Regions from separate parts of the Mus musculus genome. Here regions 1, 2 and 3 are each linked to region 4. A link is a contact called in public ChIA-PET, Hi-C and HiChIP or PLAC-seq data. All regions are on one chromosome and are shown on one strand. Each heading gives the region's core, a stretch centred on a gene start, on an enhancer-like site or on the middle of the called end of the contact. The rest is flanking DNA. Distances are from core to core; before and after follow the strand shown. Region 1 overlaps Hivep1 (human immunodeficiency virus type I enhancer binding protein 1). Region 2 overlaps Hivep1 (human immunodeficiency virus type I enhancer binding protein 1). Region 3 has its middle 12 kb from the start of Gm28707. Region 4 has its middle 57 kb from the start of Edn1.

Evidence for each region. A called contact is a pair of places that touch in the nucleus more often than the background predicts. ChIA-PET counts read pairs in DNA pulled down with a chosen protein or histone mark. HiChIP or PLAC-seq counts read pairs in DNA pulled down with a chosen protein or histone mark.
Region 1: a Hi-C map of bone marrow-derived macrophages shows a contact between it and region 4, with 4 times the contacts expected there. The contact joins two enhancer-like sites. A contact is called at or near these places in 4 of 484 Hi-C or Micro-C datasets (bone marrow-derived macrophages, cerebral cortex, embryonic fibroblasts and 1 more) and 4 of 115 datasets of contacts at active chromatin or transcription factors (CD8 T cells, bone marrow-derived macrophages, effector CD8 T cells and 1 more).
Region 2: a contact with region 4 is called in an RNA polymerase II ChIA-PET map of memory CD8 T cells, with 8 read pairs. The contact joins two enhancer-like sites. A contact is called at or near these places in 3 of 484 Hi-C or Micro-C datasets (bone marrow-derived dendritic cells, bone marrow-derived macrophages and epidermal suprabasal cells) and 2 of 115 datasets of contacts at active chromatin or transcription factors (memory CD8 T cells and microglia).
Region 3: a contact with region 4 is called in an H3K4me3 HiChIP or PLAC-seq map of bone marrow-derived macrophages, with 4 times the contacts expected there. The contact joins two enhancer-like sites. A contact is called at or near these places in 12 of 484 Hi-C or Micro-C datasets (the Ba/F3 cell line, CD4 T cells, Th1 cells and 7 more) and 7 of 115 datasets of contacts at active chromatin or transcription factors (bone marrow-derived macrophages, craniofacial prominence, double positive thymocytes and 4 more).

Annotation. Positions count from the first base shown.
Region 1 is chr13:42,091,193-42,097,342 of GRCm38.p6, forward strand. The region is part of intron 2 of Hivep1 (human immunodeficiency virus type I enhancer binding protein 1); the gene reads left to right. Among named protein-coding and RNA genes, the nearest start is that of Hivep1, 42 kb to the left of the region's middle. Within about 2 kb of position 4,834, at least 114 of the 459 cell types and tissues checked have an H3K27ac peak or open chromatin away from gene starts, as enhancers often do. A contact at or near this core is called in CD8 T cells, bone marrow-derived macrophages, effector CD8 T cells and 1 more, where this site is marked.
Region 2 is chr13:42,075,056-42,081,762 of GRCm38.p6, forward strand. The region is part of intron 2 of Hivep1 (human immunodeficiency virus type I enhancer binding protein 1); the gene reads left to right. Among named protein-coding and RNA genes, the nearest start is that of Hivep1, 26 kb to the left of the region's middle. Within about 2 kb of position 2,531, at least 26 of the 459 cell types and tissues checked have an H3K27ac peak or open chromatin away from gene starts, as enhancers often do. A contact at or near this core is called in memory CD8 T cells, where this site is marked.
Region 3 is chr13:42,032,090-42,038,296 of GRCm38.p6, forward strand. No RefSeq gene overlaps it. Among named protein-coding and RNA genes, the nearest start is that of Gm28707, 12 kb to the right of the region's middle. Within about 2 kb of position 3,337, at least 8 of the 459 cell types and tissues checked have an H3K27ac peak or open chromatin away from gene starts, as enhancers often do. A contact at or near this core is called in bone marrow-derived macrophages, where this site is marked.
Region 4 is chr13:42,241,784-42,247,985 of GRCm38.p6, forward strand. No RefSeq gene overlaps it. Among named protein-coding and RNA genes, the nearest start is that of Edn1, 57 kb to the right of the region's middle. Within about 2 kb of position 4,173, at least 78 of the 459 cell types and tissues checked have an H3K27ac peak or open chromatin away from gene starts, as enhancers often do. A contact at or near this core is called in CD8 T cells, bone marrow-derived macrophages, effector CD8 T cells and 1 more, where this site is marked.

The sequences.
Region 1 (6,150 bases), core at 3,584-6,083, 150 kb before region 4:
CTTAGACATCTTTAAGCTTTCCTTTAGTTAGGCATCTCCATTTTGTTCAATTCTTGAACCTCCTTCGAAAGGTCCTGGGGACTTTATGGTAGAACAAATAGGCCTTACCGGGTTTGAGGCTGATGGTGACAGGGTCTCTTGGTGCTGTTCATGAATACAGCATGTTCCAGAGGTCTCCTGAGCTGCATTTTAGATAAAGAAAGAAAACTGCTTGAATAAAGGCCCGTGCCTCCTGGGCATCAAAGGCTCATTTAGGATGGAGAGCAGATGCTTACCTCTTCAGTAGTCCAGTTGTCTCCAAACCCATGGGCTCTGCAGTCCCTCACATGCCAGCAGCTTCCATCAGAGCTTACTTTTTTTTTTTTTATTGTTATCAGGATGTTCTTGTGATTCCTAGGATATTTATATACATGCAAAGACAACCTGTTGCTAATGGTGCCTATTTGGAAATTCGATTAAGTTCTAAGTTGCAATGTTTGCTTTTTAAATATGTCTGTGTAGGCTGGATATGGTAAGCCACACATTGTAGGTAAGACTGCCTGTAATGCCATTATTTGGCAGTCTGAGACAAGTTTAAGGGGAGCCTGGGCTATGTAGTAAGTCTCTGTCTCACTAAACCAAATAAAACTAAACTTAAAAAAAAAAAGAGTATTGTTCCGGTTCATCTGAATAGCTTTAGGGACTGCAACCAGGTATTTTTCTTTTAACATTATTTAGGAAAAGTAGTCCTCTGTGTTTGAGGAGTGACATTCACTTGCCTTGTGAGATCTTTAGCCAGCTCATTAGCGATGCTGTTCCTTGTGCATGTGTGTGCATGTGTGCGCGTGTGTGTTGTGTACATGTATGCATGTGTGTGTTTGTGAGCATGCATGCATGTGTGTGTGCATGTAATGTTGATTGTGTAGTGAGCATTCCAGCTGCTCAGTACAGTTTATCCTGTGTTAGTAATGTAAAATATAGAAAGTGTTCAGTGTGATGAGGGGCTTTAGACTGCAGAGTCTAACCAGCCCTAGGTATCCAGAGGAACAGAGCATCTGTGATGAAGGTCTATGTGTGGAAGGGGCACAGTTTATTCTCCCAGCCTAGTTAGAGTCATAGCGTGTATTTGAGCTGCAGGATATTCAGTGACATAGGCACTACTGAGTATGGTGTTGACCTGTAGGCATCTTAGGAGAATGTGGCAATGTAAGATTAATGGATTTACCTTAGGGAGCCCTGGCTTCTTTGGAATGCTTCTTTTGGGACATTTTGCTTTCTTTAGATGTCACTTATGGAGTTGGAATTTGATCTGGTTTATAGCACTGACTGAGGGTAGAAAGCCAGGAAGTTTTCAGCAGAAGCGTGCTTGGCCCTCGATGCTGCTGAACTTGTTCCCTGCTGTGCGGTAGGCTGGGCCAGGAGGCTTGGAGCCATCTGTGTTCCACCAGACCACACTACCTACCCCAAGCTCAGGGTTACTTCATCCAGCACCCTAGCAGGAGAAAACCATGGTGAGACTTCAAATTCCAGCTCTGCCTACCCTGTCAGTGTGCTACAGTGTTAAGAATTGCTACCCTCACGTGTGAATGAGGAGAGCATTGCCGTCTGCCACTTGTGGGCACTAGAAAGATTAAAGCTGTCTGTGGGGCTGGCAGGTAAAGCCTGGCACTGGTTGCCTTTGTTTCTGGGCTTATTCGGTTCTTGCTCTTCACCTGTCCCCCACCCCATAACTTCTGGTCTTACTCTCGGATTTCCATTTGCTCTGAAGAACAGTTTGTTCCTCGTGAGGCCTGGAGGGATGGGCTGACTCATTCAGTAATATATTTGAATATTTGGCCCTTACTTGTTCATCTGTGTGTTTATGTCACAACTTAATACAATTTTCAGGTTTTTTTTTTTTTAGAAATAATTAAATATTTTTATTTTATAATTCTTTAAGATATTTCTGGAGTAGAATCTAGAAAGAAAAATACTGCTAAGGAAACTAGCTTTTATATTGGGTTTCTCCCCACCAATAAGTATCCACTTAAAATTTATGGCTTATGCTGCTTTTTAGAAGTAAATTAAGTACTAACATTTAAGACAGGCTTCACTATGTAGTCTAGACTATCCTGGGACTGACTGACACTTGTGACCTGCCTGCCTCACCTGTGTAAGTCCACATCTGGCTTATTTTTAATTTTGTATTTTCTTTGTGTATGCATATATATGTATATACAAACATATAGGCTATGTTTATAGGTAAAATGTAACTGCAGTGTATGGTATCTCTCTGTGTCTCTCTCTCTCTCTCTCTCTCTCTCTCTCTCTCTCTCTCTCTCTCTGTCTCTCTCTCTCTCTCTCTGTGTTTTATATTCCATGAGGAGAAAACCTATCCAATTGCACTTATGTGCTAGGGTGCACACTCGAGCCACTGTTTCTCTCAGGCAGAGCAGAACTATGGGAAAGGGTGGAACATGATTGGATATCACTACGATTGCTAAGAGATGGAAGCCTTTGTTGTTAGAGTTTAACGTTTGTAAACTCTTGGTTAGCAGTGGCCCCCACCCCAGCCCCCCATCACACTCGCCGCAGCTGCTCTGCAGCAGTCCTAGGAGAGAGCCCCTCCCTGCGGCTTCCTGCAACCGTCCTTTCCTATAAGCTGGCCCTGACTGATAGGAGAAAGGCAGCCTCTGTTTCACAATGAGTTCAAGCCCTGTGTGGGGACTTTCCAAAAGAGAGTGGGTTACCCAGAGAGAGCTCAGCATTTGGTCCGTCTATCGCAGGCAGGCCTCTAGGCTGAGAACAGAGTTTGGAAACTCCTGGCGCTGGTTTGTGCCTAGCTTGGGATTAAAAACCAATGTCGTTCAGGTGGAACAGGAGCGAGGCTTATCCATGACAGAGTAAACTCACCTAGTTTATATTGATTACTGAAGACGTGCCTAAGAAGCGCAGGAAGTCTCTGAAAGGGCTTCAGATGGCTTTTGTAGCACATGCATTGCCACCGTTGAAGGTTCTAATCTATAAAATATGAGATCTTTTTATAAAATGCCCATTGTATATGAAGTAAGTACAGTTATCTGATGTCTGTGCACAGGGCATTATTTGATGAGGCTTTTTTTTTTTTTTTTTTTGAGACAGGGTTTCTCTGTATAGCCCTGGCTGTCCTGGAACCAGGCTGGCCTCGAACTCAGAAATCCGCCTGCCTCTGCCTCCCAAGTGCTGGAATTAAAGGTGTGTGCCACCACGCCTGGCTATTTGATGAGTTTTAAAAAGTTAGCATTTCTGAAGGTGGTGGCAGGTGCTAATACTAATTGTGTGTCTCCTGTAGTCCATCCATGGTCTCAGACATCAGAACTGCCTTTTGAGATGAACCTAAGATGTCTTTCTTTGTCAAGAACCAGAAATGAGCCTCAGATCGTCCTTGTCACACTCACTGTATTATGTCGTCTCAGCTTGCTCCCTCCTCTTGTTCTTTAGCTCAACACAAGGGATTCCTCCCCGGTGGGTCACTTGGTGGCCCTCTAGGCCCCAGTGCTGTGATGTAGCCAGTGCTGTGATGTAGCCGGTGCTGTGATGCAGCCGGTGCTGTGATGCAGCCGGTGCTGTGATGCAGCCGGTGCTGTGATGCAGCCGGTGCTGTGATGCAGCCGGTGCTGTGATGCAGCCGGTGCTGTGATGCAGCCGGTGCTGTGATGCAGCCGGTGCTGTGATGCAGCCGGTGCTGTGATGCAGCCGGTGCTGTGATGCAGCCGGTGCTGTGATGCAGCCGGTGCTGTGATGCAGCCGGTGCTGTGATGCAGCCGGTGCTGTGATGCAGCCGGTGCTGTGATGCAGCCGGTGCTGTGATGCAGCCGGTGCTGTGATGCAGCCGGTGCTGTGATGCAGCCGGTGCTGTGATGCAGCCGGTGCTGTGATGCAGCCGGTGCTGTGATGCAGCCGGTGCTGTGATGCAGCCGGTGCTGTGATGCAGCCGGTGCTGTGATGCAGCCGGTGCTGTGATGCAGCCGGTGCTGTGATGCAGCCGGTGCTGTGATGCAGCCGGTGCTGTGATGCAGCCGGTGCTGTGATGCAGCCGGTGCTGTGATGCAGCCGGTGCTGTGATGCAGCCGGTGCTGTGATGCAGCCGGTGCTGTGATGCAGCCGGTGCTGTGATGCAGCCGGTGCTGTGATGCAGCCGGTGCTGTGATGTAGCCGGTGCTGTGATGTAGCCGGTGCTGTGATGTAGCCGGTGCTGTGATGTAGCCGGTGCTGTGATGTAGCCGGTGCTGTGATGTAGCCGGTGCTGTGATGTAGCCAGTGCTGTGATGTAGCCAGTGCTGTGATGTAGCCAGTGCTGTGATGTAGCCAGTGCTGTGATGTGCCATTGGTGTTGAAGTGGCTGGGAGTGTTGCCCTAAGACCTGGGCTTAGAACTTGACCTCGAGGGGTGAAGTAAAGATCTCGTTACCACATCTTTGAAAAAAATTGTGGTTTTCATTATTAGAAAAACTGCATTTCCTGTAGCTGGATTAAATGCCTTTATATTTTGCAGCTTTAAGGATTTCATTTTAAACTACATGTGTATTTACATGCCGGTTTGTGGATATGTGTATAGGTGTGCAGATGCCCAAGTGGGTAAGAGCCGTCAGATGCCCTCGAACTGGATTTACAGATGACGGTGAGCCTCCTGACATGAGTGCTAGGAACCAACCTCAGGTCTTCTGCAAGTGTTCTGTGCTCTCAACCACTGAGCCCGCCCACCCGACTCCAGCACCCGCCCCGCAGACCAGGAGACTTTCCGTGCAGCTGCTTTAGTCCACATGTCCTCAGAGGTGGCAAGGGAGGCAGTCTCTGCAGTGACCTATTTCCCTTGGTGTTTCAGAACGGAGTGTGAGAGACAAGGGGCATGGCTTGTTACTGATCTCTACTGTGGTGTGTGGACAGGACTGTTTGGTGCTCTGTCTAGTCAAATTGTACTGAGTCTTAAAAAAAATTGTATTCTTACTGACAGTTTCTGGTTCACTGGAAAGTTGTGTTTCCTGTTGTAAGGTTTGTGGAAGGTCAGAGCAGCAGCAGCAGTAGACAGAGGTGAACAGTGAGGAGAAGAGGCCCATGGGAAGGGGAAGCACCAAGTTCAGTGAGTTCGCCATGCTGCGTGCTGACAGAGCATACAGTGCCTGCCTGTCTCCTGTGGAGAGACCAGCAGAGGAGTCCCAAGCCCTCCCTCACTAGGCACTGGCTCACAGTGAAGAGGCTCTCAGGGGCTTAGAAAAGGGAGAACCTTGCCTTGACTACAGCCAGGGAGGCAGCAGGGTGCTGCAGCTGAAGGTTATGTGTGTATGTATGGAGAGAGAAGAACAACGACTTTCCTTTTGCGGCCCTATCAACTCCCCTGCGATGAGGAAGGCATGGGAGTGTAGGAGAGAAGCCGCTGTGCTGGCCCGTGGCTTTCAGCCTCAGCACAGATGCAGGGGGTGAGCATCTTGATACCAGCACACTACTTGTTGGCTATTTAAGGGCAACATTATTTTTTTCTCTGATCAAGCTTCTCACTAGAACAGTAACATTTAAGGGGCGTACATTTTCATTAACCTCACGCAGAAATGTGAGCCCCCAATGGTTAGTACCAGGAAAATGGGTCATCTTGCCTTTTCCTGTCCAAGGAGAGAGAACTGCACTTGAAAGCTAATGACTTTTGTGTTCTCATAGCTCTCAGCTCTCAGCAGTGCATAAAAAGTGCCTGTTTGGCATTCATTTACTTATCTGTCAATGTTGGTGGCAGTCTGAAGTGTTCTATAGTGTTATACTTGGTTCAGTCATTTGCCTGAGGAGCCCCTAAAAACTAGCTTGATCCGAGGGTTTGTGCTTTAGGAAGAACAGTATGATGTCCCTTGCTCCCTTCATGGCAGAAGAAATGACACTGTGTTCATCTATATTCATTGAAGAAGAATTGGAAGGTCATATACTCACAAGAATCGGTCATTCATAATAGTTCATGTATATATGTATATGTGTATATATATATATGAAGCTACATGTGCATCTATACATAAACATTTACACATATTTGTATAAATATGTACATATGTGTGTAAATGTGTAAAGTGTGCAGCACAGCTGACATGGTGTGGTATGGCACACTTTTCTGGTTTCCCACACTGTTCCTGATGACTGCTGTTTCCAGTGCTACTACAGTGGCCACATGGTGCTG
Region 2 (6,707 bases), core at 1,281-3,780, 170 kb before region 4:
TATGTAGTATGTATGCATGCATGTATGTATGCTGGGGCTTGTACATGGTCAACAGTCATTTGAGCTCAGTCTGTAGAAATGAGAGCTGTTCATTATCTTATTGTTGTTGCTGTCTTGGAAGCAGAGCCTCACCGTGCAGCACTGGCTGATCTTGAACTCACAGAGATCTGCCCACTTCTGCCTCTGCCTCCCTGGTGCTAGGATTGAAGGTGTCTGCCACCATGCCTGGCTTGCTTATTCTGAAATTATTTGAAAATAAAGTTGGAGTATACTTTTCAGTAAAATAACAGGCTAATTGATATAAAAATGTCCTAGTTTAGGCTATTATTTTACCCTGCCAGAGGTGCTTCTGTGAGTGAAAACCAGGAGACATTTAAGTAGTGCCTTTCTTCTTAGATTTCTGGGGGGACTGGCAGTATTTTTAATAAAAATAGTATCCTACTTTTAATGAGGCACAGAGAAGAGGTGAGAGTGGCCAGGTCTCATTAGCAAATCCAGGCCCATGGGCCCCTTTGCTTGGCGTGAGTCCTTAGACCTGTGCAAATATAGCTGGAGAGCGGTTTCCAAAATCTTGTAAAGTTACTCTTCTTTTTAACATTTGCAATTTCATAATGAGTCTTAATCCTACATAAATACCACACTCAGGGCAGGAGCTTTTTTTGTAAGTCATGTTGAACTTTAACTGAGGGGTTGTTTAGGAGAGGAAGTGAGGAAACTCACCTCCTGCTGTAGGGCTGGACCTACAGAGACAAGACCGCAAGTTGGGAAGCGGAGAACGTCTTGTACCTGTACAGAGCATGTCCTCAGGCTTGGAGAAGCAGAACTTGGCAGATACAAAAACAGAAGATCCTTTTTTTTAGTTGATAAAGTTAGTACTAAATGTATGTAGTTTATTTTATTGCATAAGTTAATTGCAAACTGGCCTGGAGAGATGGCTCAGTGGGTAAGAGCACTGACTGCTCTTCCGAAGGTCATGAGTTCAAATCCCAGCAACCATATGGTGGCTCACAACCATCCGTAACAAGATCTGATGCCCTTTTCTCGGGTGTCTGAAGACAGCTACAGTGTACTTACATATAATAAATAAATAAATCTTTTTTTTAAAGTTAATTGCAAACTAACCATAAAGTAACACAAATAAGAAAATTACTCTCTTACTTAAAATGTAGAAATCAGAATAGTGTGAAAATAATTTTTATTTCCCAAAATAAAAATTCCTATTTTTTAAAGATTATTTATAATTTATGTGTGTTGCCTGGTTGACTGTATGTGTACCCTGAGTGCCCCTAGGGGCAGAAGAGGGTTTGGTACTCCTGGAACTGGAGTCTACCAGTGTTGTGTGACGCCGTGTGGGTGCTAGGAACTGAGTCTGGATCCTCCGTAAGAACTGCAGGTAGTCTTTCATAACCACTGGGCTTCAGCTGGAGCTTGTGATATTTTAAAGAATTAAAGTCTGCAGCTGCTGAGGTTGTGTGGAGCAGGGGTGTTTCCTTGTGCTGTTGGTGGTGTTCCTTTAAAGGATTTATATACAGGTTCCATTTCTGGAAATTTATCCCTAAGAAATAACGTAACTGAAGCTAAAGCACTATTGATTTCCACTTCAATGTTATCAGTAAGTGTGAGTACTGGGGCTGCCTTACGTACCCGTAATGGAGAGAAGCACACGGGTCTGTGTGCTAGCTGACACGCACATGAGAACTTTGAAAAGAATGTCTTCCAGGCTCCTACGAGGATGCCCCTTAAGCTCCACTTACAAGCGTCGACTGCTTTCCTAGTGTCCAGCATCCCACAGCCTTCCACAGTCCACCTAAGACAGTGTGCTCAGGTCTGCTAGAGTCTGGAATCCCACAGCCTTCCACAGTCCACCTAAGACAGCGTGCTCAGGTCTGGCACAGCGACAGCCCAGTCCATGCTGCCAACTTATGCCTTAGTTACATTTCTGTTGCTGTGATAAAACACCACAACCAAGGAACCTTCCAGAAAGGAGGTTTACTGTGGACTTATGGTTCCAGAGGGGTGAGAGCCTGTCATCCTTGTGGCAGGGAAGGGTAGCAGCTGGCACCAGGGACAACAAGAGGAACAGCTGAGAGCTCACATCTTGAAATGCAGATGGGAAATATTGAAACTAAATGTGAAAATGGTCCAGGTCATTAACCTTTAAAACCTACCCCCACTGACATACTTCCTCCAGCAGGGCCACACCTTCTAAGCTGCCCCAGTAGGGCCACCAGCTGGGAACCAAGTATTCAAATACCAGAGCTTGGGAGACATCCCACTCAAACCACTGCATTTGCCATATGTAAAAACAGCTAGTAGATTACACACTTGTATGATTTTCATGGAAATTCTTCTGCTAGGGTAGCAACAGTATGAAGCTTTTAGCTTATTTCAGATGCATGTTGAACATTTGCCATGAGACAAATGTTCATTGGGTTTCTTCTCTGCCATATGCAGAGCTTGGTAGGTAACCTCCTGAGGGCATGTGGACGAGCACACTCGCACACACGCGCACTCGCACACACGCGCGCGCGCGCACACACACACACACACACACACACACGCCTGCGCGCGCACACACACACACACACACACACACACAGCTGTATAGCTTGATGGAACATGTTTCTCCAGCAGACTGCCTGGGACCTGGGACTTGAAGAGCGACTCTGAGCATCTGTAGATGGAACAGTGCAGACAGATGGCAGTGTGTGAGTCATGGGACAGGGGCCACAGGGCTGCTGAGGTACATATCGTGGGGATGGGAGTTTCAGAGACTTGGGGTGCAACTAGTGCAAGAGCAGTGGCAGACACACAATGGGTGAGTGGGTTATGCAGTGGATAAAAGGAAGAGCCTCTTTCACAGGAAGCTCTTTCATCTTTTAGGGTGTTACCTGCATCGTTTATCTCCTCAGAAATGCCCTATTTTCCTGGTTGCTGGGCATCTCCTGTTGTCTGCTAGTTAACAACCAAGTAAGAGATACAGTATCTGTTTGTATCCACTTCTTCCTGCTCTCACTGTTGTGGTCACCCCTATTGATCAATACTGTTTTTGTCTGTACAGTGAATTAATGTCAAAAATTAAAATTCCCTAACTCTTGGTCCATGGACCCATGCTCCTTTGTATAATTTATTGCTGTGGAAGGTTATGCTCCTTATAAACCCACTTGAACAAAACACAGTCATATGGTTGGTGAGCAAGTTTGACTGTTGGAGACTTTGCAGTCTGAACTAACTGCAGGAAGTGCTTTACTCTTTTGTTATTAAGTACTCTTGATGCCAGGAATGAAATCTGCATGATAAATTCTGCTTATTACGTTTCTCCTGAAAAGCATCCTGGGTAAGAGGCTATGGAACATGGCAGTGTGGGGCAGATAATTCCTACCTGAAGACTCAGTGTCTGTAACGTGCTGGTCTGTGATAGCTCCCTTGTGAAGGCAGAAGCTACTGGCTGTTCAGCTTCATAAGGAAACAGCATGTAGGACCATTTCTCACATGCACATTTTAATATCTGAGAACTATATTTTGGCACAGTTGCTCTCCTTTTTTATCCTGTGTGTTTATGCATTTACAGACAGTCTGGAAAGGGCCATGGATTTTACAACAAGCAAAACCAGTGAAGCTTCCCCTCATGGTTCCCAGTGCCAGCAAGGACAAAGATGAACTGTGGGCACTGGCAAGTAGCTTGCCTCTCCCCCTTTGCCTCTGTTGGATTCTGTGGAGGTGACATTTCTGCTCTGAGTATCATTGTTGATATTTTCAAATAGTTGTTGATGCATATGCCTCAGAGCCATGGTGAAGACTGAGCTGTGAAGTCCCCAGCAGGCCTCTGTCAGGAGCGAGCTCACCTGACTGTGCCCCTTCGTCCTAATGTCCATCCGAAGCTGGCTTTAACTGTGGGAGACTTGCTGTTTCTCATGCATTCCTCCATTGCTATTTGTCTCTTCTGATTTCAGCTAAAAATGAAATCAGCTATAATTTCAAAATTCTCAGAATATAGGACTGCACCTCTGTAGCTGGAAGGCTTGCTAGGCTAGGCTGCAGGAAGGAGGGGGGCTTTTGTGTGTCCTCTTCTAGCACCCCTAAGGTGGTAGGAGGCACAGACGCTCATTTGGTAAAGACGTGTGCGCAGGGGAGTAGCCCTCATCCAAAATGCTTGGGACTAGCAGTGTTTCCCGTCTCTGATTTCCCTGCACTGTGGAATATGTGACCAGCTAGTTGTACATCCCTAACTCAGTGCCAGTCTAACTGGCATTGCCTTTTTGTTCTGGACCACCTGTTTTTCCTTTACCAGTTTTCTCATTAAATATTTGCTAGTCACCTTTGGTAGAAATTTTGCCTTTTATAAACCAAAGGTCATGACCTAAAGTGAAAAAAACCAATTTATCTTATTGTCTTGAATTCCCACCAGAGCCGTGGGGAAACTGGCTTTGCAAGTAACTCTGCTTTGGGGTTAGGTGGTGGGAGTCCTGCTCCTACAGGATCCATAGCTCCTACAGGTTTTTTTTTTTTTTTTTTTTTTTCAATAAAAGTGACATTCTTTTCTTTTGCCAGTCATTCTCCTCTGGTATTCTAAATGTTCTGTCCCATCTTAATCCTCAGGCCAGCTTGGCTGGATGACAGGGAGGGCTGGACAGGGAGGGCTGGACAGGGTGGCGCTGGCACAGATTTACACTAATGAAGCCGGATGAGTTGGGGCTCTTGCTTATTTATTTACTACATTTATTTTTATGTGTATAGGTGTCTTGTGTGCACATGTGTCTGTGTGTTCCTGGTGCATGCTTTTACAGCTCCCCTAGGCTTGGAGTCAGATAGAGATGGTTGTGAGGTGCCATGTGGGTGCTGGGAATCTAACCCAGTCATCTGGAAGAGTAGCCACTATTCTTAACCAGTGCGCTTCCCTACCAAGCTGAGCCGAGCTGGCTCTTCAGTTTCTTAACCAGTACGCTTCCCTACTGAGCCGTCTCTTCAGTTTCTGGCTCAGGATTCTCGATTGCAAACTCTCTGGACCTTTAAACTCAGGGACAGAATTTGTGGAAAAATACCAATTTCTGCCGCAGTGTCCCCCTTACAAGTGGGTCTCTGTGTTTAAAGATAGTAACAAGAAGCTTTGCAGCTGATACAAGCGAGATCATTGCTAAGATTCGTTACTAAGGAGTAGCGAGGGTACTGGGCAGAGAGTACTTAGGGAGGGAGCACCAGAGCACTAAGCCTGGCATGTGCCTGGCCTGGCTCTGCTGCTTGGAGATGAGGGGAGACAGCTTGGCTTGACTGACTGTGCGTCTTGTCTAGCAGTGGAGTCTCTGTCTGTGAGGAGAGAATCCTGTTGTGGTTAGATTTTTGGCTGCACCACTTACACACCCGCCCAGGAGCTATCTCGGATCCGTGAATGGAGAACACACACACACACACACACACACACACACACACACACACACACACACAGAGTTAATTTTAAAATGCCTTGGCTACCTCATAAGCTGGGTACTCCTAAACCTTCCCATGCTATCCCAGGCTCAGTCAGGGAAGTGGCCAGTGGCCACTTATCTGAAAAGCTTACCCTCAAAACTCTAAGTGTCTTGCTCTGTGCTCAGCCATTGGCCTCTGGCCTCTTTATTGATAGATCAAAAGCCAATTCAAGGCCCTTCAGCGTCAGTCCACACAGACTCTGCATTAACTCAAAGCATCAGCACCACTGCTCTCCACAACCCTACTGCTAGGCAGCCACAGGGACAGAGAGAGCCCCAGGCCGGCTGGGCCTTGGGGACTTGAGATGTGCTGTTGGTATGTGAGGATGTGCCTGCCTTTGGACGGGAAGAGGTCTTTTCATCAGAGTCCTAATGGGGCTTTGATCAGAAGGAACTCGACACCTCTACGAATGAAGAGAGCTCCCAGGATTTGGGGCATTGCATTTCTATCAGAAAGTGCAGATCTGTTGGTGTTCACTGAAGGAAAGCTTTCTGGGAAGATGAGAAAAAATTAAATTTATTCATGTTGTGTTTAAGACAGTTCAGCCACAAAAATGTGAAGAATTGTTGATCTGATTCCTGATTTTGTTCTGATTTTAATAAAATAAGGCATAGATTATATGTATTTAAAATACATTTAACTAAATATACCTAAATAATTTGCTGGTTTTGGGGCTTTTGAGACTGTCCGTTTCTTTGTAGGAATCCCTGAGGAGAGCAGAGTCGACACGCTGCTGCTGCTTCTTTCTTCATGCCATGTTACTGGACTGACAGCGTGTCGAGTCTGGAAACCCAAGTGCTCGCCAGCAGGAGAATGGCTCAGGAAATTGATAGTAATGTTTACATACTGTGTGATCATACTAAGGGTTGTCTTAGAAAAAAGGCAAAGCTCTGCTATACAAAACAGCTTGGATATATTGTGAGGGAATTCCCGTGTCCAGACAGAGCCTGATGCAAAGTAGTATGTGCTGAGGAAATTTGATATACGATGTGGAAGAACAGGAAAAACTAAGCATTTCTGACAGCACCTTGGTAGAACCTGCTGAAGCTAAGTATCCTCACAGGAGAATATGACTGCCACGCCCACGATGCACTTGTCAAAGACATAACTGAGGATGCTTGATGTTCCCTCAGGTTGAGATCAACTCAGTCCTACAGCGGAGGGAAGATAAAATTACATTTGGTATCTATACAGATGACTGAGGCAATAAATGAATAGCAAGTGATCGCTTTGTGCAACAC
Region 3 (6,207 bases), core at 2,087-4,586, 210 kb before region 4:
TTACTGGGAAAGGCTCTCACCTATATAGCAAGGGTTAGCCCACAACTAAGGATCTCCTGCCTCAGTCCCCTGCATGCTAGAATTATAAGCTTATACCACCATGTCTACCTTCACACAGCAAGTCTGATATACAAGAATTTACTTGTTCCTGGTACTGTTTTTTTCTCTTCATATCTGATATTTACCATTTTTTTTCTAGATTTTTTCCTTATATTTCCTTTTTTTTCCCTTTCCAGAATTTTCCAAAATCAAACAGCTTTTAATATTTTGTGTTAAATATATATATTCCATACACACTTTAATTTCATGAAGTAACTTTAAATATGCTTATTGGTGTGGACAAGATTCATTCATAATTTTACTCTCCTACTCTGTTATTCTTTCTAGGGTGGAAGGTACTGGATTTCTTCAGACCTTGTTAGGTGAGAAATTGTCCCCTTTTCTGCTCTTCTTTAAAGTTTTGATAAGGACTGTGATATCGGTTTAAATAACCTTTAGGTTTTATTTATGGAATAGATTTTAAACTACACACGGATTCAGCTTCCTTAAGATACAGGACTACATAAATTTCTATGTCTTCTTAGGTTTATTTTTTTTCCTCTAAAAATTAGTACATTTTTTTGCTGACACTTTCAAAAGCACTGGACTGTTTTCCTTAATGTGACAATGATCACTGTCATTTCTAAATGACAGGGAAGCTGTGCTTCCCTGTGTGATTTTGGCCTCACTGATACTATTCCCACCTTTGGTTTATTTTTAAAGGAATTATTTTTGGCTTTGTTGATGTTCTTTAAGTTAAGTTCAGTTTCTATTAACAATCTGCCTTTTATCTCACTTCCATTTTAAAAGGTGTTTCTATCTTCAAGATTGGAGCTTAATTCACTGAGTCAGTCTCCCTCATTTAATTCAGTTATTTGAACCCACGCTGTTCTATGTACCATGTTAACCATACTTATAAGATGCTATGTGTGCTGCCTAGTTTTATGTCAATTTGATGCAAACTATGACAGGAGAGAGCCTTGACTGTGAAAATGTCTCCATAAGATCAGGCTGTAGGCAAGCCTGTAAGGCATTTTCTTAATTTGTGATTGATGTGGGAGGGCCCAGCTATTGTGGATGGTGCCTTTCCTGGGTTGTCTATCCTGAGTTCTATAAGAAATGGAGCTGAGCAAGCCATGGAGAGTAAGCCATAGAGAGCAAGCCAGCATCCCTCCATGGCCTCTGCATCAAGTCCTGCCTCTACATTCCTGTCGTATTTGGGTTCCTGTCCTGACATTCTTAAGTGATGGATTCTGGATTTGGAAGTTTAAGTCAAATAAACCCTTCCCACCCCAAGTTGCTTTGGTGGTGGTATTCCATCACAGCACTAGTAACCCCAGCTAAGACGATATGTAACACCTTATTTTCCTTTTCTAACTTTCTTTGCAGTGTCATCAGGATTAAGGTGCCATTTTGAACTAATCTAATAGATTTGCTTTGTAATCTCAAACATATAAGGCTTTCTTGTTTTGCTTTTCTATTTTGAGGGTTTTGTTACCATTTGCTTACATGGAGTCAGAGAAGGCTCCATCCAAATCTGTCAAGTCTGACCTTGTGACTTGTGTTTGAAGGAGAGTCCTGCACCAGATCATTGGCGTTGCACATCAAATCCTGCTCTCTCGTTGTTAATGTTCAGCTTTCTACAAACTGGCTGAGGTTTAGCCTATGGTCCTATTATGAAGAGATAGGCTAAAAACAAAACAAACAAGCAAACAAAAATCCTTCAGTATGGTAGGAGATTAGCTTGTTTTTCAGAGTTCTGCTAACTTTGTTTACGTACGTTAAGGCAATATTGAATGGTGGGTTTAAATTTTAGTTTCTTCCTAGTTAATGACAATTTTATCATTGAAGTGTACCATTTCATACCTAGTAAGAAGAATACATATTTTCCTTAAATAGTAATTTGATAGACAAGGACCTAGAAACACTGGTTTGGGGGAGCTGACAGTTGTATAGCATTTTTTTAATCATTTCATTTTTAGTAACAGAATGTGTACCCCTTATTTCAGATGTCTGACTTAACCTGCTCACTGCCCCATGTTATTGAGATGGACGTCTTTATCTTTTAATAGGGCTAGTCATTGGGCATACATTGGGAAGCAGTTAATGCTTTGTTCTAAAATCTCCATCCTACTGAGTGCTGCATGAATTGCCTTATCTACTTCCTGTTGCTTTTTAACCATTGTTGATTTCCCTTCTTCCTGACTGGGTCTTCGATTCATCCTTCGGTTTCCCCTCCACTACATTGAAAGAGTGATAAATTCATTGATTATCGTTACAGTGGTTAGTCTCAAGAAACAAACAAGGAGTACTAACTTATCCAAGTCTAGAACCAATCAATCACTTTTCTTTAAGGGAAATGTATGAAATTAGAACACTCTCACTCCACTTGTCTTATTTTAAGAATCGTTGCTTTTGGTTACTATGTGTTTCTGTAATAGGTTTAAATGTGCTCAGAAATTACACTGAAGTTGCAGGTTAAAGGGTTTTTTGTTTTTTTGGTTTTTTTCCTCTTCTATTGTTTCCTGCAGTAAACAGAGAAGTGGGTGATTAAAAAAGGGATTTCCTGTATTGTTCCATCTTAGTTGCCGTTTTTTAAACCAACAACTCATTTCAGAAATTTGTTATTGTTTTCATTGGCCGTGCCCTATCGTTGATGGTCTTTATGGGTTTCTTAGAAACTCCACTATATAAAACAGAAAGCCAGTATTTCTCTCATTGGCTGCTTAGCCCTTTGCTTGCATTATTTTTCAATTTCTCCCATCATGTTCTAGATCCTGGTTTTTTTTTGTTTTTTGTTTTTTGTTTTTTTTTCTGCTTAGTTAGTCTTGTGACTTGCTTTGACCAACGATCTTATAATCAGGCTCACTTTTTAACAGGTAGTGACTATAGCAGGATATGAGACGATCCCAGTGAAGCTGTCTTAGGCCAGCCAGGCCCAGCCAAACTCACAGCCAACCAGATACACATGTGAACCCAGTAGAGACCACAAGTGCCTTCGTGATTGTAGGCTAAGCAAACGATTATTATTTTAGGCTACTGCTAACTGTTAAGTCCTTCCTTATTCAGAACTTTTACTGTCAGGAAAAAAAAAGGAGAAAGGAAAAGCTTAGATGTTTTTCAGTTTTGTCAGATTAGAATTCTAGCAATCCAGAATAGTGCAGGGGGGAGGGGTGCTAGGGGGAGAGAGGCAATGACATGTGTGTCACCAACATGCTAAAGTTGTCCTGTACTAGTGGATCTTTTTCTTAAACAGTAATTCTTGGGGGAAAATGCGACAGCATTTTAAATCATTAGTGAGTCACCATGGTGGTTTCATTTTGTGGGATATTGCTAGTCATACTCTTGGTTTATTTAACGTCAAGTTCTTGTTGGGCAAAGCAGTTACCAATTATAACACTAAAACTGCAGAAAAACATGATTTATTTACAGCTCTCAGGGGTTTCTGCATACATACAGCAGACGCTTTTATGTATTAGTAACCTGTATAGGAGGAATTTAGACTATGTGCTGGAAGGACCTGGATTGGTCTCATTTTTAAGCAGGAGGAAGAAGCTCCAGGCAATGGTGCCTTACAACTTCAGGGGGATGGGGAGAGTGAGGAGTAAAAAAATGGAAGCAAATACTTTAAGTATAAAACCGAGAGAGAGTCTAGAAAAAGGAATGAAAGAAATGGGGTGGGGGTGGAGGTAGGGGTCGGGGTTAGGGAAGTGTTTGTGTGATGTTTTGGTCCTGTTGAAGGAAGGAAGTTACATATTATGTTAGTCATCTTTAGCTTTGCCTGGATAGAATAAAATCAGAAGAAATTGACATTAAGTAAGGACTGAGGTTTGCCTGCATTCAAAATAAATTCCTAATTGGCCTCATTGTACCAGTCTACAAAATCATAAAATACATTCCATTAGCATTATCCAGTACAACATTAACTCTACACACATCTTAATGGTATTTTTGACATTTCTAAAGGTGCAATTTAAGTCAACATTTACATTAAGAACATTTATGATATAGCTAAAGGAAGAACCACTTAGCTAAAATAATGATCAACATAACAGTTTTCCCCCAGAGACCATATCTAGGTATAGAAAGTATCACTATGTCTGCATAAATATTAACGATAAAGTTTAATAAAATTTTCTGTGTGACTCTGTCCTCAACCTTGACCTATTTTTTTTTCTTTTGAATGACAGGTCTATTATTAAAGAATGTCAAGTTAAAATGTTGTCATTTTACATTAAATGTAGATTCCCTGACCTTCCTTATTTCTTCCCTCATTATCATTGTCCTGTGAACTAAGAAAGAGAAGAAGTCTATCACCAGGCAGCAGAACGGGTGAAACAAAGTCTACATTTGCCAGTTCTATGGTGAAGGGGCAAAAATGGCTTAACAAACACATAATTGGGCAAAGACAAATTCCTAGACTGGCTAACCTAGACACAAGCAAAATATTACACAAAGCAAATCTACCCCTCACCCCCTTTGAAATTCATACAGATAGCTTTCCCATTGGAACTGTATGCGTGTCTGCTGGCAGACAAGCACAGGTAATTGCCTCCAGGTGTTTGCCTGCAGGAAGTCATTGAAATTCAGTGCCAGCAACAGCAGCTTTCTCAGCAGCAAAATCTAACCTGCAGGAACCTCCCAGGCACAGGTACATTTCAGAATAGCAATGGCAACTGGCTGGAAGGGCCCTCGACCCACAGTGCCCAGCTTAAGAGAGAACAGACAAAAAAAAAAAAAAAAAGAGGGTGTGCTCATTAATCAAAATTTAAGGCGAAAACCAGCTGTTCCCTGGCTTTCAGGAAAGTTTTGAAAATGCTACTCTTCTTCCAGAGAAGATATAAATCATGAGCGCCATTACACTTTCCTTCAAGTTCTGCTTTCACAAGCGATCGCAAGTTAAAATAATTTCTTACTGAACACATCCTATAGGCACTGTGACTAGACTAGATACTGCCGGACATTCAATTAAAGACGCCAGATGAACCAGTAGCCTTTAAATAAATTCTCCCGCTCAGATGAGAATACACATTTTGAAAGGCACAAAGTTACAAATGCGCACTAAACAAGAATATACAACGTAGTAAACGTTTCCTTGGGAGAAGCAGCTCTGAGAGAGAATCTTCAGCTAACTGTGGGAAGAGCTAAGCAGCTGCCTTCTCTAGTTGTGTTAAAAAGGATTCCAGTGGAAATTCAGGAATGGGCATCAGGGTTACCTCTGGAAGTCACACTGTGGGTGAGCTTAAGGATCGGCTAGACTTCAGGATCCCCTTTCTAGTGTCTTTGCAGCAGATCCTAGTAACTACCACAACTCACAGGTTGACTTCCTGGAGACAGACACCCAACAGGGCTCTACAACCAGGAAGACTGAACTTAAAACTCTGTGCTGAACATGTCATGTTTTTTTTGTTCCTCTGTGATCTGGAACATTGTGACACCACACACACACACACACACACACACACACACACACACACACCAAGCAGAAGTCTTTCTGGGTAATCTGATCAGCCCACGAGAACAGATCTGAAACTAGGACAAAGAAAGACTTCAGAAGAAGCATAAACCAGGCCAGCTTGGAGGGAACTCCCTGGTCAGTGCTGACCAGCTGCCCATCAGTAAAGAAGGTTCTAACAAGTCAGCTTTTGGGGTGCTGTTCCTAGGGAGATGAGGGTTATCTGGGTCTCAAACAAGAGGAAACGAACCAGTGAAACAGCAGCAGGACCAAGCAGTTCAAGGAGGACACGTAAAAATGAAAAAACGGCCAGTAATATACTACAATAAGATGTATATAGGGAGAAGATAAGAAAAGGGGTTTTAGAAAAATATTTCGAGGGGAAGAGTTCTTAGATATTAAAAATTGAACTGTGGAAATGGATAAAAATGAAGGAAAATATTAGAAGACACTGCAAAGAGACAAAGTCTAGAGCTAAGATGAAAGGATGGACCATCCAGAGACTGCCCCACCTGGGGGTCCATCCCATAATCAGCCACCAAATGCAGACACTATTGCATACGCCAGCAAGATTTTGCTGACAGGACCCTGATATCGCTGTCTCTTGTGAGGCTATGCCGGTGCCTGACAAACACAGAAGTGGATGCTCACAGTCAGCTAATGGATGGAACACAGGGCCCCCAATGGAGGAACTAGAGAAAGTACCCAAGAGC
Region 4 (6,202 bases), core at 2,923-5,422:
TCTCAATCTTAGATCATGTGTTTAGTGATGAATCCTCACCAGATCACTTGCTAGTGATGCTTTTTAAGGGGGGTAAAAATGATTGACAAAATTTCCCAACCATTACCTAGTCAAAAGTCTAAAAACCATAAAAATATAAACTTAAAAAAAAAGCATGACGAATTCTTTATTATTTGAATAGGTGGGAAAAAAAAAGGTATCATGTTGAGATTTCCCCCCAAATTAGCAGTGTACCACTTTGTGATTCATCTCTTTGTATATAATCTATAACACATGCATTAGAATTACGTACACAAATACGTATACCTGTGTATATGTAACTAACTCTTCTGATAATGAGGTCACAGATTCCAAGGATACCTCTGTCTCTTTAGATCTCCAGATGGCAGGCCTGTTTCTACTTTTAGTTATGGAATTTATTGTTTTCACTAGACAATAAAACATTTCGTGTCAAATAAATAAGGGTCACACAGTTTCCAAATAACACATCAGGGTGCTCATAAAATCCAAACATGCTGAGTCAGGTCATTTTCAAAGGGCAGAGCCAGCACTCCTCCAAATTCAGTAACTCCTGGAATGTGGCAGCTTCCCATGCTGCTGCCTGGTGGCCTGAATCTTTCATCCCCTCTACCTTCCTCCGAGTGCTAATGCTTTTATTATTGGGAGGTGGGAGAAGTACCAACTTTCTTAATTAAGTAAAATTTCATCTATTAACGTGAAGCTCATTCTAACTGATGAACACACACAAAGAACACTGTGCATAAGAATCCCCAGTATCTTCATGAGCTGCAGCCATTATGAGCTACGTGAAGATTTTTTTTTTTTAAATAAAAGAATGTTGCTTATAGCCTTAAGAGCAGCAAGAGAGCAAGAGGGTCAACAGAATGTTCTTGGAAAGGCTGCCTGAAAACTTGCCCGCTTTTCTCTGGTCTCATTAGTGGAAGGAACGGACAGGTCACTTTCAGAAGGATTAAAGGGTCAGGGAGTTTAGTGAAGGGAAGTCCCTGAGGCCTTTAGAAAGAACATGGGCTATAGTACAATCTGGGAGCTAATCCTTTGGGTAAAACCTGACAGATTTGGGAAAGCTGTTTCTTTTTTTCTTTTTGGTCTTTAGCGAGACAATTTCCCATTATGAACAGATCTCAGATTGCCTTCATCTTTATCCCAAGTTGCAAGACTGGCTGCTCTTGTCTTCTCCGCTGCACACTCCCTCCTGGGCATTGCATTCACAAGTCTTGTCGCCCCTGCCACCACCCCCACCCCAACTGTCCCTATGCTAGCCTTTTCTGACCAGAAGTATCTTTGCTTGGTTTCCTCTCCTCTTACCCTCATCTACAATTATCCAAACTTCCACTACTTCAACCCGCTTTCAGGGGTGGTCTTGGATAAGACTGACTTACAGAATGCCAGGGTTTTGTTCGTTTGTTGGGGGAAGGGGAGGGCGGGGTTTTGCTATGCAGGCTGATACTGACTTGACACTCTCTACATCCTCCAGACTGGTTTCAAACGTGTAGCAATCCTGCCTCGGCCTCCCAAGTGCTGGGATTACAGTTGTGAGCCACCACTCCTGGCATCAGAATGTTTATACTAAAGAGGATCTTTGCAGTCATCTGGTCTACCTGTTTTTTGTTTGTTTTGCTTTGTTTTGTTTTGTTTTTTTTTTTTTCCTCCATAAAGAACAGAAATTGTGGAAACTCCCAAAGTTGCTGACAGAGCCATGATAGCTCAGGACTAATTCTGTATTTTCTCTTAATAATGACTGTAAAGTCCTGACAACCTAATCTCTAACAAACTAAGGTAAAGGTACTGTTATTCCTCAGATTTCCTTGGAATCTAACAATTGGTTCCAAGACCCCTGCAGATTAAGTTTCCACCATAAAAAGGAGTAATGTTTGCACAGGGCCTATACATATCCTCTCATACACTTTATGGATTTGTAAGGTTTATTTTGTGTGTCTGTCTGTCTGTCTGTATGTATGTATGCCTGAGGAGGCTAGAAGAAGGTGTCAGTTCTGTATCTGAAGTCACAGATGATTGTGAGCCATCCTATATGTGTGCTAAGAACTGAACTCTGGTCTTCTGGAAGACAAATGTGCACTCTTAACTGCTGAACCATTTCTCGAGCCCCTCCTATATACTTTAAAGGCTTAGATTATCAATACTGTGTAAAAAGTTGTCATACTTAGTTATTTAGGTAATAATGACAAGAAAATATCTGTTGATTTAATTGCAGAGGCAATATATGTGTGTCCACTTGTGTGTGTGTGTGTGTGTGTGTGTGTGTGTGTGTGTGTGTGTATGAGCTCACGCTCGCACATGCACGTGTATGCCTGCACTTCCACACCACACAGAATCCAGAGTAAGATGATGGGTTTTCTGCTTTCTTGCTCTCTGCCTATGACCTTGAGGTTTGATCTAGAGCTTGGTGCTTTCTGTAGGTTGGCTGGCTAGCAAGCTCCAGGGATGTGGGTGCTAGGGCTCTTAACTTGGGGTGTTTTGCATATGTTACAAGCCACATTCTCAGAAATTCAGAGGTATTTTTTAAATACATATTTGATGTATATCTGGCTGCATCTGGAGATGTGGAAACCACGCCCACAGGAAGTTGACTCCCTACAGGGCTTCACACCCATGGGCAATTGGCCAATGGTGGTATGATGCCAGTTCAGGGAGACCCAGTATATGAGTGTGTGGAAAATGAAGGAGGGTGGGAACATGCTTTGCATGCAGAGCCCCCATGACCCTGGCTCATGCTTGTGGCTGGAGGTATCAAAGGGGAAATGGGCTATTTCCTACTTCGGGATCAATGTCACAAGGTCACCCTCATTTTGCTCATCTCTGTATTCTTTGAATGATTGCTCACTGGGGGACTGAAGGGACACTGTACCACTGTAGATTTGATACAAGATTTACATAAACACCATTGAAAAGGGAACTGTGTCTTGCCGTGCCTCTGACCCTCTTCCTATCCTGGAAGCTCATTTTATGGCTTGTGCTTCGAGGTGATTAGTCACAGGGCTAAGGATTCCACACAGATGTTCGGATCATGGTTTGGAAGCTGGGCTTAGTGACACGGAATGCACTCTCTGTGTGCTGCACCCTGGTTGCAGTTGGAAAAGCCTCCTGATATCAAACTTTAGAATAAAGCACCACCTTGTGGTCTAAAGCATTTATTAAAGTGGAAGAATTGAAGACCTGAACCTGGAAATGCTCCCTCAGCTGGTGGTAAGGAAGCCAGGATCCAAAAACAGAATCTCAGACTAAGCAGAAGCCCCCATGGGAACTTTCTATTGCTGCGGGAGACTTTTAGATCAGCTGATGGTGGCAAGCCTTTTTGTGGAGTGAGTCCCAGGTTTGGGTCATTAATTTACTTCACTCATCACACATCACGATCATTTAATCCTTTCAAAACCACAGCAAAATGGGCCCAATAACATCAATTTATAAGGGAAGAAACTGAGGCTGAGGTCACCAAATGATCCAATCACATATAAGCAGGGGGAAGGACTCGAAGGCAGGTGTCTCCAAATGACGACTCAGCTGACCCCAAGGTCAGCAGATAAGACCAAGATTAGAGACCATTCCTGGCTTCCCCCTAACCTGGGCTGCTAGAATCCTCGTTGGCACTTTCTGATAGGACTTGAAGTTGCCTGCTCTTCAACATTGCATTGACCAAGAAGGTTCCAGACTTACAGAGGGGCAATTCACTGGTACCCCACCACTTTTTGAGACAGTCTGAAGAGAGGAGAAAGTTCTTGTTTGGGGAGATGTGCAAGAGTACATGGGGCCATCATCATCTCATACGCAAACAAAACCAAAAAGTATTATTTGACAAATATTCACTGGGAGAGTTAGAGTGTTTATTCTAAGCAAGATAGATTCTTTAACAGGTAGTTATTTTATTTTATTATGTAGGCTGCTTAGGAAGAAGACTGGATATATCTGTCTGACTAACATGTAAGGTAAGCCATAGCAATCTGAGTCAATCCAAGGGACAGCTTGTACATTATATATCTTGTGACATTGCTCATATCCTTGGCTATGTCACTTTGCCAGTGGGATACCATTATGTCACTTGAGGGCCAGGAAACCCACGACAAGGATGGTGACACTGACACAGGGCCCATCGAAACGGATGGAAAGAGTGAGTCTCAGCTGTCTCAGTTCTAGTCCGTTCCACGCAGACTTCCTTTCTGTTCGCAACGGAGTCTGCTGCTAATTTTAGTAAGGAGATCACTTGCCTACAGTCAGTCTCATTTGATAACATTTCTAGGAACAATGGTTTGCAGGACTTGGAATCTACTTTTTCCAGAGGAGGCTAATTCACGGAGTTTAAGGAGGGATGAAGCTATATGGTAGGAAGTCCCCTGCCAGAGACCAAAAAAGAAAGTGAAAAGCTTTTCTAAAGTACATGAGAAGAGGAAGCATCTCGCATCACGTGGATTGCCTTCCTTTGGAAGAAAGGCTAGTATGTGAGAACTTTGGCCTAGTGTTTTTTTCAAAGCTGCTCTTGCCTTCTTTAATTCCTGTGCTTTTCTTTCCGGTCTCTTAGTTTAGTTTTCAAGTTTTTTCCTATTATTTTTTGTTATTATTATTTGTGTGTGGGCAGGGGATACACATGTGTGTGCATAGATTTGTGTGTGTGTCTGCAGGTGTCCTTGCCTGTGCATGTGTGTGGAGGCCACAGGTCAACAGCAGGTGTCTTCTGCACTCACTCACTCTCCACCTTTTGTTAGTTAGTTTTTGAGACAGGAGCTTGCTGGAACAGCTAGACTAGGAGTCAAAAAGGCCCCTCAGATCTGCCTGGCTTTCTAATCCCTCGCAGACAGGCCTGGGGTTACAGATACACATAGCTGTGCTTGGTTGTTTCCATGGGTTCGGGGGCTCTGAACTCAGGCAACAATCCCACCGAGTCATCTCCACATCCACAAGCAGGCTTTATCATTTTCGAAAGCAGGATTTCATAAAAATAATATTGTGTAAGTCTTTGTGAATATATTCTGCCTTTGGGGGTGACAGAAATGTTTCTTGACAAGTTTCTCACTGAATGGTAGAGAAGTACCCCTCATTCATTCTAGGGCCATAAAACTTATTTCTGAGCTTTAAACAGAAAGAAGGAAACTTCTCCTTCTGGGGATTGTGTGTGTGTGTGTGTGTGAGATAAATAGCATAATCGATTTTAATGCACACTTTATGATTCCAGTTAATGAGTATTTGCATGCCAGCTCCTAATTTAATAAACTAGATTTGCCTTTCTCAAAGTATGGCTTTTTATATAAATTTGCTTTCTCCAAAATGTTAGATAAGGAGGTTGGACTTGGGGTAGGAGCAGGTTCCAAAACCAGTAGCTCCTGCTGTGGGTGAACCCGGGAAGCTTCCTAAGTATGGTTCTTGGCTCAAAATAGAATGCTCCATTCTTAGATTATAAAGAGCTTTTCAGGTAGGTGACAGTTCTGAAAACGTGATAACAATGTAAATCATCTACCATTGTGGGAAAGCGAGGCAGAAACTTTAAAAAGTCAGTCACATCACACCCCCACTCAAGAACATACTAAACAGATGCACATGTGTGGCTTATTTGGTTGCTGAGATCAATTTCTCTACTCTTCTGTAGTTTAGGATCCCCTTTCTAGGAAATGGTGTCACCCACGGTGGGCTTGCTCTTCCTATTTAAGAGCACTCCCCACAGACATGTCTATAGCCCAATCCATTAGAAACAATCTTCATTGAGATGCTCTTCCCAAGTTAATTCTAGGTTGTGTCAAACTGACAATTGACTCTAAATTTTTTTTTTACAAAATTATAAACAAATTTTATAACTAGATTCTTGCACAAAAAAATCACATAGCTATGAGTTAGAACTTATGGGTGATATTCAGCCAAGAGACCTTTTTTTGTGTGAATGTGACTTTCTATGGAATAAAAGAACGGACCTCACAAGTATTTTCTCGTAACATCTATTAAGTGACTGAGTCTTTCAGAGTAGGGACATCTGATAGTTTTCTGACAGTGTGAGTCTCTGTCTTTGTGTATAGATAGTATTACACTGTGCAATCAGAACTCTGAAGAATTCTTCTTCAGCTTTTTATACAGTTTCTACTTCTATGTCTTCCTTTAGGTTTTACATAAAATCTCTACTTCACAAAGTGACTTAAAGCTTAATATTTCTCAGTTTCTCAAAGACTGATATAATGAAAATAAG